Linked DNA regions of Zea mays: region 2 is linked to region 1. Evidence: chromatin contacts called from public Hi-C data. All regions are on one chromosome and are shown on one strand. The core of a region is the stretch at or near the end of the contact, and the rest is flanking DNA. Distances in the headings are between cores, read along the strand shown. Region 1 holds the start of LOC100275552 (putative cytochrome P450 superfamily protein). Region 2 has its middle 9.6 kb from the start of LOC103641953.

Region 1 (5,460 bases), core at 2,366-4,865:
TTGGATACAGATCCATTTGCCGAACATACTCAAAAAATCTCCATAAAAGACATTGGTATTTCAGGCAAACTTAACTTCAAAACTTTCAACTCAGATAGTAGATCATTTACCTCAACGTCAGAACTGTCCTACGAAGAGGGACAAGTGGAGCAACCGTACTAGATACAACACCTAAGATTATATATAAATGTATATTACTTGGGGCCCTTCCAAAATCGGAGGCCCGGTGCGGCAGCTCCACTTGCCCCCCTCCAGGACCGGCCCTGACTCTTCCTACCCTCACGTCCAGCGGATGGCTGAGGGGAAGCTGGCGCGAACACTCTCGAGGGCATCATTAGCAGTTATACTCCGCACGGCTCGGCATGACCCTCTTGTCAGCGTAACACGTGGGTGTGTAAATTAGTGTGCTTCGTCTGTTGTACGAGTGTCATTGTAATACTCTGTTACATGCAATATTCTTCGGATATAGTTGGTAGACGGGTGTAGGGTCGTACTTTGGACCACCTACCCCCAGACGGGCCTATAAATACGTATGTCCTATAGCCGGATGTGACAAGCATAACAAGAAACTACAGTTTTGTGATATCCTGACTCTGGTGGATGGTGATATCCTAACCCAAGGCTTAATAGAATTAATATAGTATTCAAACCAATAAGGTGCATCTTATTTTTTGGAAGTCTGCGTCGAAAGAACCTCTAGGTTAAGTGTGCTTGGTCCAGAACAATCTTGGGATGGATTACCGACCGGAAAGTTTCCCGGGTGCGCACGAGTGAAGATAAAGTGCGCACAAAAGACTGTGAGGATGATATATGATCCTAAAGGGCTGACTGGAGTAAGTAACGCCGATCAAGGAGTGGACGTGGTGTTATAAATGGTATCAGAGCCGACCCTCACGGTTTCATGGGCGTGTGTGAGCTAGGGGTTCGGACATATGGCGCATAGCGCATGTGGGCCCAGAGTTGTCACATAGCATGACATATGACGACACTGAACACACAGATGTGGTAAAGAGGGGAGATTCCTGAATTGGGGTTGACTGACGAGGACGTCAGTCTTTTAAGTGGGGTGGATTGTGATATCCCGCCTCCGGTGGATGGTGATATATTGGTCAAGGCTTAATAGAATTAATATAGTACTCATATCAATAAGGTACATCTTTTTTTCGAAAGCCTACCTAGAAAGAACCTTTAATTTAAGCGTGCTTGGCCTAGAGCAATCTTGGCATGTGTGACCGACTAGTAAGTTTTTCTGGGTGCGCACGAGTGAGGACAAAGTGCGCACAAAAGACTCGTGTTGGTCTGTGAGAATAGTCTATGATCCTAGAGAGCCGTCAGAAGTAAGTACCGTCGATACAGGAGTGGACGAGGTGTTACAAGTTTCCACTTACCGTCTTGTCGCCCTCTCGTGCTCTGCCTTTTTGTCACTGACTATTTGGGTCCACCTGACAGTTCGTCAGTGCTCAACATTTGACACCCACCGTGAGGATTGCACTGTTCGTAGAGTGGAGTATGCGTATGAGGATGGATAAGGTGCTAGAGATAGTGCTATAAACTAACTTACCTCCCAAATCTTCTTACTGAAATTCTCCTTTTGTGGTGTAATATGTGAGCGCCTTGCGTTTTCCGTGATTGGATTCCAAGGAAGACGATTGCGGACATCACAAATTTGATATTGGAGCTTGATTCTTCGTTGGGCGGATTGGCATCTCCGTTGGGGTCTGAAACCTTGCCGATTATGTTCGTTGCACGACTCGCTTCTGGTCGAGACGGCTCTGAGTCATTGTGGCACCGATGGCGCGCGAGGAGGGAGGCGTGGAAGGTGGTGAGGAGGTCGTGGTCGCTGGGGAGGCCATGGAACGGGACGTGGAGGTGAGACACTGCCCGTTGCGCGGCGCGGAGGTGGTGTTGCTACGGTAGGATACGGAGGAGGTAGAGGAGGCGGTGGTGGTTTGTCGAGGCTGGGGAACATGGACACCAACACGTTGATCGGGTCTGTTTTTTTAGGTGGGGTGGGACGGGTTGGTCTGGTCTGGTCGACAGGTCGAGTGGCTCATGCTCAAGTCTACCTGACGCGTCGATATTTAGCTTGTGTCTCACTATATTATATTAATTATGCAGTAATAGTCACTCCCTTTTAGTCTCTAATGGGCAACCAAAAAAATATGACCCTGATTTAACCGTTATTGTCGTTGAGGTCGCTCTTGGAGAGAAGACTACTTTCATTTTTAGAGTATGTATAACCTTATTTAATATGGAATCTCTTCAAGGTTAATTTAGTGATAAGGATCACGAGAAGATCCGAGGGGAGGAATCTCCTTGCTATTCAAATTTGAATAGGAAGGGTATTCCTTCCCATAGATCCCCTCGTGATTTATGGTCACCAAATCAGCCCACAAAAGTCTTTAAAAGGCTAAATAGAAAAAATATAAGAGGCAGTTTCTTAATGAAGTGTGTGTCTTTATATGACTTGTCTATTAAGATGTTATATCATGCAATATTTTAGTTGTCTCTTATACATCGAACATTAATCTAGAAACTCGATTGTATATAGCTTTAAAGGCTTATTCGGTTAGAAGTGAATCAAAGAAAATTAATCATGTACTTGTTAAAATTAAATACAAAATGATTTAATCCCTTTAATCTTCTCTAATTTTTGTACAAGGCCTATTACCTTTGGGATTCAATAAATGAGCTAACAATCAGTAGATCGCAAGTCTGAATGTGTGATAACGATGGATCCTTTCCAAGCTCGTGAGATAGACTAAATTGATTTCAGAATATCCGGATGATGTTTACATGGAAGATTACATTTGCACGCCTCCGTTTTTTTGGCTTTTGTCGTGTTGTTTAAAAAAATTCTTTCAGTTGTGTTTCTAGTCTGCCTCATCTAAAATTCTCTAGATGGACTTTAATCCGTCGAACTGTTGCCACATGCTGCCAGGCTCTTGTAAAATGCAGTAGCTCTTTGTTCTTGTTGTATATCTAGCGGTATCTTTTATATTCTTTCTCTACATCTATATTTTATAATTTTCTTTTAAGAAAACTTCTTAATCTCTATTTAATTTCTCTTCAATAGTGTCATCTATATGTTATCCCCTTCCCCTACACGTTAACATTAGGGACACATTTTACTCCAGTTTTTTTTCTACTTACGTATTTGTTGTATCCTTAAATATTGTATACATACTTTAATTTTGTTTAATCCATTGTCTAAAGTATAAAATTAATAGAGAAAATGAGAGAGAGCCTTTATATAGAGAGAATAAAATAAAAGAGTATAAGATCTTAAAAAGGCATTATTATCAGATATTATAAAGAAAATGGTTTTCTCTATACTTAAGATAGAGAAGCATATAGGCCCTCGTGTTTCAGAATTCATAGACGAGAAAAGAAACTAATTCGAACAAGAGCTCTGTTGACCACATGATCCTGTAAGGGTTCCAGTCTTCTGCAGAGTATATATATGGAGATATTATCATTGCTGTCGTCGCTGTCGTGGCAACCCCTCAGCAAAGTAGCTGATGTTCATAATAAAAAAGCAAATAACAACGACAGTTTGACGCAGCGTGATGGCGTCTCCAATCTTAATCCATCCGATCCTTGCCCTGTCCTGTGCTCTCAAATCTTCAATCCATTCGGAAAGGTTCATCCACCTTCAGGCAGAGCACAGTCCTCACTCCTCAGTCTACACTCCACACTCCACACTCCACACGCAAGCACGCACGGCGGGCGGCGGTCGCCCACCTGGACCTGGTACCGGAACACCAGAGCTCAAGGTCGGCCATGGATTCGCCACTGCTGAGCACACCCGCTCTGCTGGCGCTGTCCCTGCTCCTTCTAGCGCTCTACATCGCTCGCCGGCGCCGCGGCGGTGGCAAGAACCGGAACTACCCTCCCGTGGCGGGCACCGTGTTCCACCAGCTGCTCCACTTCAGGCGGCTGATGGAGTACCAGACGGAGCTCGCCCACAGGTACCGCACGTTCCGCATGCTCACCCCGACCTGCAACTACGTGTACACCGTGGAGCCCGCCAACGTGGAGTACATCCTCAAGACCAACTTCGGCAACTACGGCAAGGGGGCGATGATCCACGACGTGATGGAGGACCTCCTCGGCGACGGCATCTTCAACGTGGACGGCGCCAGGTGGCGGCACCAGCGGAAGGTGGCGAGCCACGAGTTCTCCACGCGGGTGCTGCGCGACTACAGCAGCGGCGTGTTCCGCGACACGGCCGCGGAGCTCGCTGGGATCGTTGCGGTGGCGGCGCGGGGCGCCGGGCCCGGGGAGAGGCCGCTGGACGTCGCGGACCTCCTGATGCGGTCGACGCTGGACTCCATGTTCAAGGTCGGGTTCGGGGTCGACCTGGGCTCGCTGTCCGGCTGCGGCGACGACGAGGGCGCGGCGGCGTTCGCCAGGGCGTTCGACGACGCCAGCGAGCAGGTCCTGTACCGCTTCTTCGACCCGTCCTGGAAGGTCAAGAGGCTCCTCGGTGTCTCGTCGGAGGGGGCCATGAAGGGGTCGATCCGCACCATCGATCAATTCGTGTACGGCGTCATCGACAGGAAGATCAAGCAGATGGGCAGGGACCAAGAATTCGTGAGCGAGCTCTCTGCAGCTGCCTCGCCCGTTTGGATGCACATGCATTCACGGGCGCTCGATTGGCGCTCCGGCCATTTCTTCTTTTTACTGACACACACGGACGGTGGTGTTTGTCTTTGGCAGGCCAAGAAAGAGGACATCTTGTCAAGGTTCCTGATGGAGCGGGAGAGCGACCCCGGCTGCTTCGACAACAAGTACCTGCGGGACATCATCCTCAACTTCGTGATCGCCGGCCGCGACACCACGGCGGGCACCCTGTCGTGGTTCCTCTACGTGCTCTGCAGGAACCAGCACGTCCAGGACAGGGTCGCGCGGGAGGTGCGTGCCGCCGCCACGGGCGACCGCGACGACGTCGGCGTGCAGGAGTTCGTCACGTGCTTAACCGAGGACGCCATCAGCAGGATGCGGTACCTGCACGCGGTGCTTACCGAGACGCTCCGGCTGTACCCGGCTGTGCCCATCGTAAGTTAACCCGAACATGCACGCCGTGTGCTGTTTTCTGTCATTATCCGTGTCACGGTCACGGTCGCTGATTTTATACCAAATCAAAAAAAAATCTAAATGCAGGATGTGAAGTATTGCTTTTCGGATGACACGTTACCGGACGGCTACGCTGTCAAGAAAGGTGACATGGTGAACTACCAGCCGTACCAAATGGGCAGGATGAAGTTCCTGTGGGGCGCGGACGCCGAGGAGTTCAGGCCAGAGAGGTGGATCAACGACGACGGCGTGTTCGTCAACGAGAGCCCCTTCAAGTTCACGGCTTTCCAGGTTGGTTGTGAACAATCAATCTCCTCGGCACTTGCAGTGTTCTTCCTTGACCAGATTCAGCATGTGACGTGTTTGGCCTCTTGTGTGGTG
Region 2 (5,787 bases), core at 1,957-4,456, 420 kb before region 1:
CGCGGCTAACGCTGGGGGCCTGGCGGCGTCTGGTGGCGACCACAGCTGTTACACTTGTTGCTGCTAGCCATTGTGGGCGATAATCCATCTCGGAAGCAGCAATTGTGCTGAACAATTCATCAACAATTGTTTACTACTAATTTCCCTCGTGCTAGTGAGGGGGTGGTCTAGTGCGTCCTATACTATGTATATACTCTAATGATCTAATTTAAGATCCGCAACACTCGTCGACTGATCCACATCTCATCATCTCATCTCATTAAAGTACACAGTGTCATTGTCTAGTTTTTTTCCTAGACGCTGAAAGAGAGTGCCCTTATCTACGATTTTTTTCTTAAACGTCGAAAGTCTGGAGTAGCAGTGTCAAATTTACACTGGTTCAAGATTGAACAAACACTGCACGGATGTTGAAAGTCTGGAGTAGCAGCACCAAGTTTAGACTGGTTCAAGATTCAACAAAAAAAACAGAAGAGCTATCGCTCCTCAGTCCTGTCTCTCTTCTTCTCCATTTCCGACGAGCTTACAAGAAATTTTGGAAAGGTAGGCAGGTCAGGTGGTAAGGGCCGCAGGAGACACAAAGGCGAGCACGTGGCAGCGGGAAGTGGGGAGGAGGAGAAGGTCGCCGCAAGCGGTAGGGTCTTGCCGGAACTTGGCAAAAAATATCGAGTGTCTGCGGGCTCCAAAACAACCGAGAGCTAGTAGTATGCCCGCGCACGCTTCTTCCGCTCTAACAAGCTTAGCAAACCAATCTCTACATTATGGAGATGGCGGACACGGGACGACGGAAGCGAGGAAGAAGACAACAACGAAACGAACCTGGGAAGATGGCAGCGCGACGGCTGCCAGCGCCACTTGGTGTAGGACACCTCAGGGCGGCCGTTCTCGGCGCATCGGAAGCCGACGTCGAGGAACGGGCAGTCCCGGGAGTCATAGAGCGGGTACCCGCCGCCGCCAGCCCAGACCCAGTCCCCGTCGAACAGGTTGCACTCCTCCTCGCCGCCACTCCCCGCCGCCGTGACGGAGACCCCACCGGCCCAGAGCCTCCCGCGCGCGGCGGCCGAGCAGCGGAGCGAGGGGGCGCAGAGCAGCAGCAGCGCGGCGGCCGCCGCGGCCAGCCCCGCCAGCTCGGCCTTCTCCCGCCGCCCCTTGGCCGCCAGCCGCAGCAGGCGCTTCACCGGCGAGCCCGGCAGCATTGCCGCCGCCTGCCTGGTGTCTACCTCCGGGTCCGGGGATGAAGCGGACGGCAACTGCGATCCCGCGGCAGGACGGGGGCGAGCGCACGGGTTTCTCTCGCCCTGCACGAGCCCCTGCCTATCGCGTCGGCAACTGGCGTGGCTTGCCCAGTGGATCGTCCGACGAAAGCGATGGCGGTGCTGTGCTGCCTGCGGGCAAGTGGAGTAACTGGCGAAGAGAAGGCGGCGGCTGGCGGCGATGGAGGCGGAAGTGGCAGCCCAGATTTATGAGACGGCGATTGGAAGTGGGGCGAGCGAGCTGCTGGTGAGGGCGGTGGCGAAGGCCCGCAGGGATGGAGGCGGCCGGGTGCGACGGCTGCGGGTTGCGGCATGGGGCAGATCTAGAATCGGAGAGGGAGGGGGCAACGGGCTGACGCAACTCGTTCTGTGTATTCTGCTGGATTGAATGACCTATTCGGGTCCGAGCCCACGCCACGTGTTGGCGTGCGCTGCCTGCCGTGCGCGTGAAACGCGGAGATGGCTTCAATCGATAGTCTTTTAACTAAAGGTAATAGCTTATGTAGCTACTGTCGTCGGCACATCCTACGTGCAGACTCTATACCCGTACGGGTACATAATGCATATATGCATAATACAGTGAAAAAGCATAGTACAGTGAAAAAGCAACAATTTTTCGAATCAAATCCATTGTACTTCGTGGGCTTCAGGCAGCAATTATTCACGGGATTTACGCGCCTTTGGGAAACCGGAGCCAGGTCACGGAAACGTGGCAATAATATCCAAGCCCGTGTTTTGTGTTATAAAATATTGTATTTGTGATCAATCCAAGGGGTGCGACAGATTATTCTCAAGGGGTACATCCCTTGAGAACGCAACCTTTCACCTGTATATAAACAGAGTTCTCCCTGCAATAAAGAACACAACTATCATTTGCACTATTATCTTGAATCTCGTTTTCACTGAGTTACAACATGTTATCAGCACTGCTCGCGAGATCAGAGAAAAAGACTTGTGCTGAGTTCCTTGTTCTAATGAACATAGACTTGGGTCGCTACAGCAACCAACTGAGAAAGAGACCAAGCGATAAAAGGACACAGCATGCAACAACGGATTTTCTTGTAAGATATTATTCTTGAATTTTTGTTCATATTCAATGGCATCGTCTCCATGGACAAAGATGAGCGAACGGGTTTTCCTTGTAAGACTTACGTTTTGCATATGCGCGGGCGGTTGCTCCGTATGGGGCTGTTGGTCGCTAGACCGCGCACGCGCGCCGCGACGTACCGCGCTTCGGCCGGAGGCTGCGTTGGCCGAGGGCCGCACACCAGTGGCCTACCGCGAGGCCGAGCCCGGGGCTAGCCGCACTGCAGCCGGCAGTGCTACCCGCGCCGCCGCGGGGGGGGGGGGGGGGGGGGGGGGCACGCCCGAGGCTACCCACCGCCAAAGGGAGCGCCTGCACAACCGCCGCACTGCCCGGGCAGCCGAGCCCGCGCTCGTGCGCGCCGGTGAACGCGCCCGCGCAGCCGTGGTCGGGCCACCGTGCCCGCGTTGCCAGGGTCGCGCCTAGGCAACCGGGGGATGCGCCCGCGCTGCTAGGGGACGCGCCCGCGCCGGGCAGTCGCGCTGCCAGGGGCCGCCGGGGCCGCGGCTAGAGGCCGCCGCCGCCGGGGCCGGGGCTGGGAGCCGCGTCCGCCATGGGGCCGAGGCAGGGGCCGCGCCTGCGAGCCGCCAGGCCGTGGCGAGGCCACGCCGGCACATGTTCGGAGCCGCGCTCCGCGCGCGCCGGAGCCGGGGACGAGGGTCGCCGCGCTGCCATGGCCGCCCGCCCTGGCCGAGGGCCGCCTGGCTCGCGTGCTGGGGCCCGCGCCCGCCCTGGCCGCCCACCCTTGTCGATGGACGCCTGGCAGAGCCGCCGGAGGCCGCGCCCACGCGGAGTTGCGACGCCAGGGGCCGCGCCCTGGCCGCCGGTTGGTTTGGGTGGCCGGTTAGGGTTTCTAACCCTAGCCGCCACCCCCTCATGGCTTTGCTAAGATGGGCCTGATGGGCTGTCATGGCTTTGTTGGACCACATGGGCCATTTAGAACTCCAAATTTATTATTTTTTATCTCTGATTTTCTGCGATTACAATCAGACGAACATTGTGTTCATTTAAATTACTGTTTTTCAACAGTGCAGGTTGCTTGCTTCGTGCATGGCCTTCCCGGTTCCCGCTGTACCTGTACGCTAGGCCACCGCGCGGCAAGTAGTACTACGTTTCGATCCAGGAGCTGTCGATCGCGGAGGCGCCCGGCTGGCGCTCTGGGCCTGGCACTGGCAAACCGATCCGCAGCCGCAGTGGTGCGTGACCTGCAGCGAGCGGATTGCACTCTGCGAACGTACAGTGCTATGCAGGGAAAAGGCGAGGGAGGAGGCCGGTCGGTCGAGCTAGCAGATGCGGAGCAGCCTGGCGTCCATCGCGCGCGTCGTCGCCGCCACCGGCCGCAGCCGAGCCTGGTTGGTGGGGCATGCAGTTGCAGCTTTGAGGGCTGAGGTTGTCCAGTCACCAGTCAGTCAGTGTGTGGCCGCCGGCGCATGTTGCATTCAGCGCCAGCATGCATGATCAGAAATTCAGAATAGTCCAATGCGCATCCACTCGGCTCGGGGGCGGCGTCGCTGATTTTCTGTGACGTCCTTTTGGACCGGACGTGGACAGCCTGTGATTGCATGCAGTCAGGGTTTGCAAGTCCGTCCGGATGATGGCCATATATATTGTCACTGACTCCAACTCTCCAAGAGTCAAAGGGAGTTGCTTTCATGTACCCTCGATTCGCGCGGCAAGTTGCACCGGTTCCACCGCGCCACGCCGTGTCCCGCACGCGCGCGCGCGCGCGCGCGGTGATCAACTGATCACGCTCCAGCGACGACGACGACTCCACCGCTGGTGCCAGTGCCATGGCATGGGGCGGGCGGACGACCGTGGAACGACTCAACCGCGGTGTCGGCATGCAGGTGCAGTCTGTTCCTAGCTTGTCTGCAGTCGAGGCGACTCGGTAATCTTCCCCGCACGCCCGTTATCGAGGGTAGTAGGTCAGGCCAGGGCCAGGCATTGACACCGGCACAGGCAGGCAGATCAGAGTCCACACCGTACGCCACAGGCACGCACAATTATCTGTCTTTTTTTCTTTTCTTTTGGTAGCGAGCTGTAAAGCCGATTGGATGGGTCCGGGATCCACCAGCGAGGAAGACTGTTACGGGTTTACAGGAAAGTGGCAGGAGCTAGCGCAACTCGATCCCACTGCACCGGCCATATCGTTCTTGCAACAACTTGCACCTCGATCTAATAATCCGGAGGCACTAACAGCAGCGTAGCAGACTGCACCGCTGGCAGTGTGGGACGGACGACGTCCGGATCCGTGTCCATCCAGCTCAAGGCAAGGGACCATACTGCCGTGGAGTAGTAGCTCGCAGGCAGGCAGGCAGGCTTGCTCGATGAGCAATTGAGCACCAACACAAATAGGTTATGATGACATGATTCCAGCCCGGGAGCAGGCACGTAGGGCTGGTAGGTGCTGCAGAGAATAATCCTGCGCCTGCGCCCATGGGGGAGCGAGCTGTTGCCCAACTGCCAGCAGCAGCTCGCCTGATCCCTCAGCAGTCAGCACTGCCCTGCCCATGGCCATGCATGCAGGACAGAGGACACTACGTACCCGTCCGTCTACCCCCTTCCCCCCACCCCACCCCAAACGCAACAACAGGGGAAGAAACACCTGAAATGAAAAAGGTTAGGGTGTGTTTGGTTTGGCTTTTGACCCCTAAAAGCCAAAGAGCTAGATCTAGAAAGAAGCTTTTTCGAAAAAACGACTTTCTCGTAGTGCAAAATTGAAAGCACCATTAGACGTGCTTTTAGTGGCTTTCGGATGAAACTGTGAAAACATATATAGAAGAACTTTTAACTTTTAACGGTTTTAGTCCCTTTAATATTCTTCTAACCTAGTGAGGACAATGGGTAAGGTACCAAATGACCACACAAAGCCACACTCATACACACTAGAGAGAAAAAAAAATGTCTCATACTCATACCCACTACCTATCATGGGTACAAAATTACGCCATACTCTTACCCACCATGGATATCGGATATCCATTGGGTACCCATACCCAGTAACATTATAAGAGACATTGAGATAAGAGAGAACATGTCCACGCCCACCATACCGAATAGGTATAACAAATGACTCAATAAAATACACACGGGTATAAAAAATCGTCATACCCATATCCTGATAGGGTTTTTACCCATTGAGTATCGGTTTTCGGGTACCCATTGCCACTCATATTCTAACCAAACGTATAGTTAATTTTTCCATCACAACGCCTCCCAATGGTGTAGCCAAACGAGCGCAAGCCCGCAAGGGTATAAATATGTGCTCTGTCTCCTACATGACACGTACATTATCTCTTGTACAATGCGTATATATAATCACAACACGTACCCATGTTCATGGGTAGTACATTCCCTTATTAACTTTGCCGACTTCAATAATAACGTATCGCCACGGGATGGCCAAAGAGACAGGCGTGTCCCAATAATGCGGCGCGACCGTCACACAACACA

The links. Hi-C and Micro-C count contacts between places; a contact is called where the count stands out from the background.
Region 2: a Hi-C map of ear shows a contact between it and region 1, with 1.9 times the contacts expected there. The contact joins the enhancer-like site here to the promoter of LOC100275552 in region 1. A contact is called at or near these places in 4 of 25 Hi-C or Micro-C datasets (bundle sheath, ear, leaf and 1 more).

The regions. Positions count from the first base shown.
Region 1 is chr10:138,914,569-138,920,028 of Zm-B73-REFERENCE-NAM-5.0, reverse strand. LOC100275552 (putative cytochrome P450 superfamily protein) reads left to right here and starts at 3,615. Exons shown (of 3, transcript NM_001149607.2): 1 at 3,615-5,061; 2 at 5,167-5,370. The coding sequence starts at 3,784.
Region 2 is chr10:139,338,225-139,344,011 of Zm-B73-REFERENCE-NAM-5.0, reverse strand. No RefSeq gene overlaps it. Among protein-coding and RNA genes, the nearest start is that of LOC103641953, 9.6 kb to the left of the region's middle. Within about 2 kb of position 3,206, at least 19 of the 20 cell types and tissues checked have an H3K27ac peak or open chromatin away from gene starts, as enhancers often do. A contact at or near this core is called in bundle sheath, ear, leaf and 1 more, where this site is marked.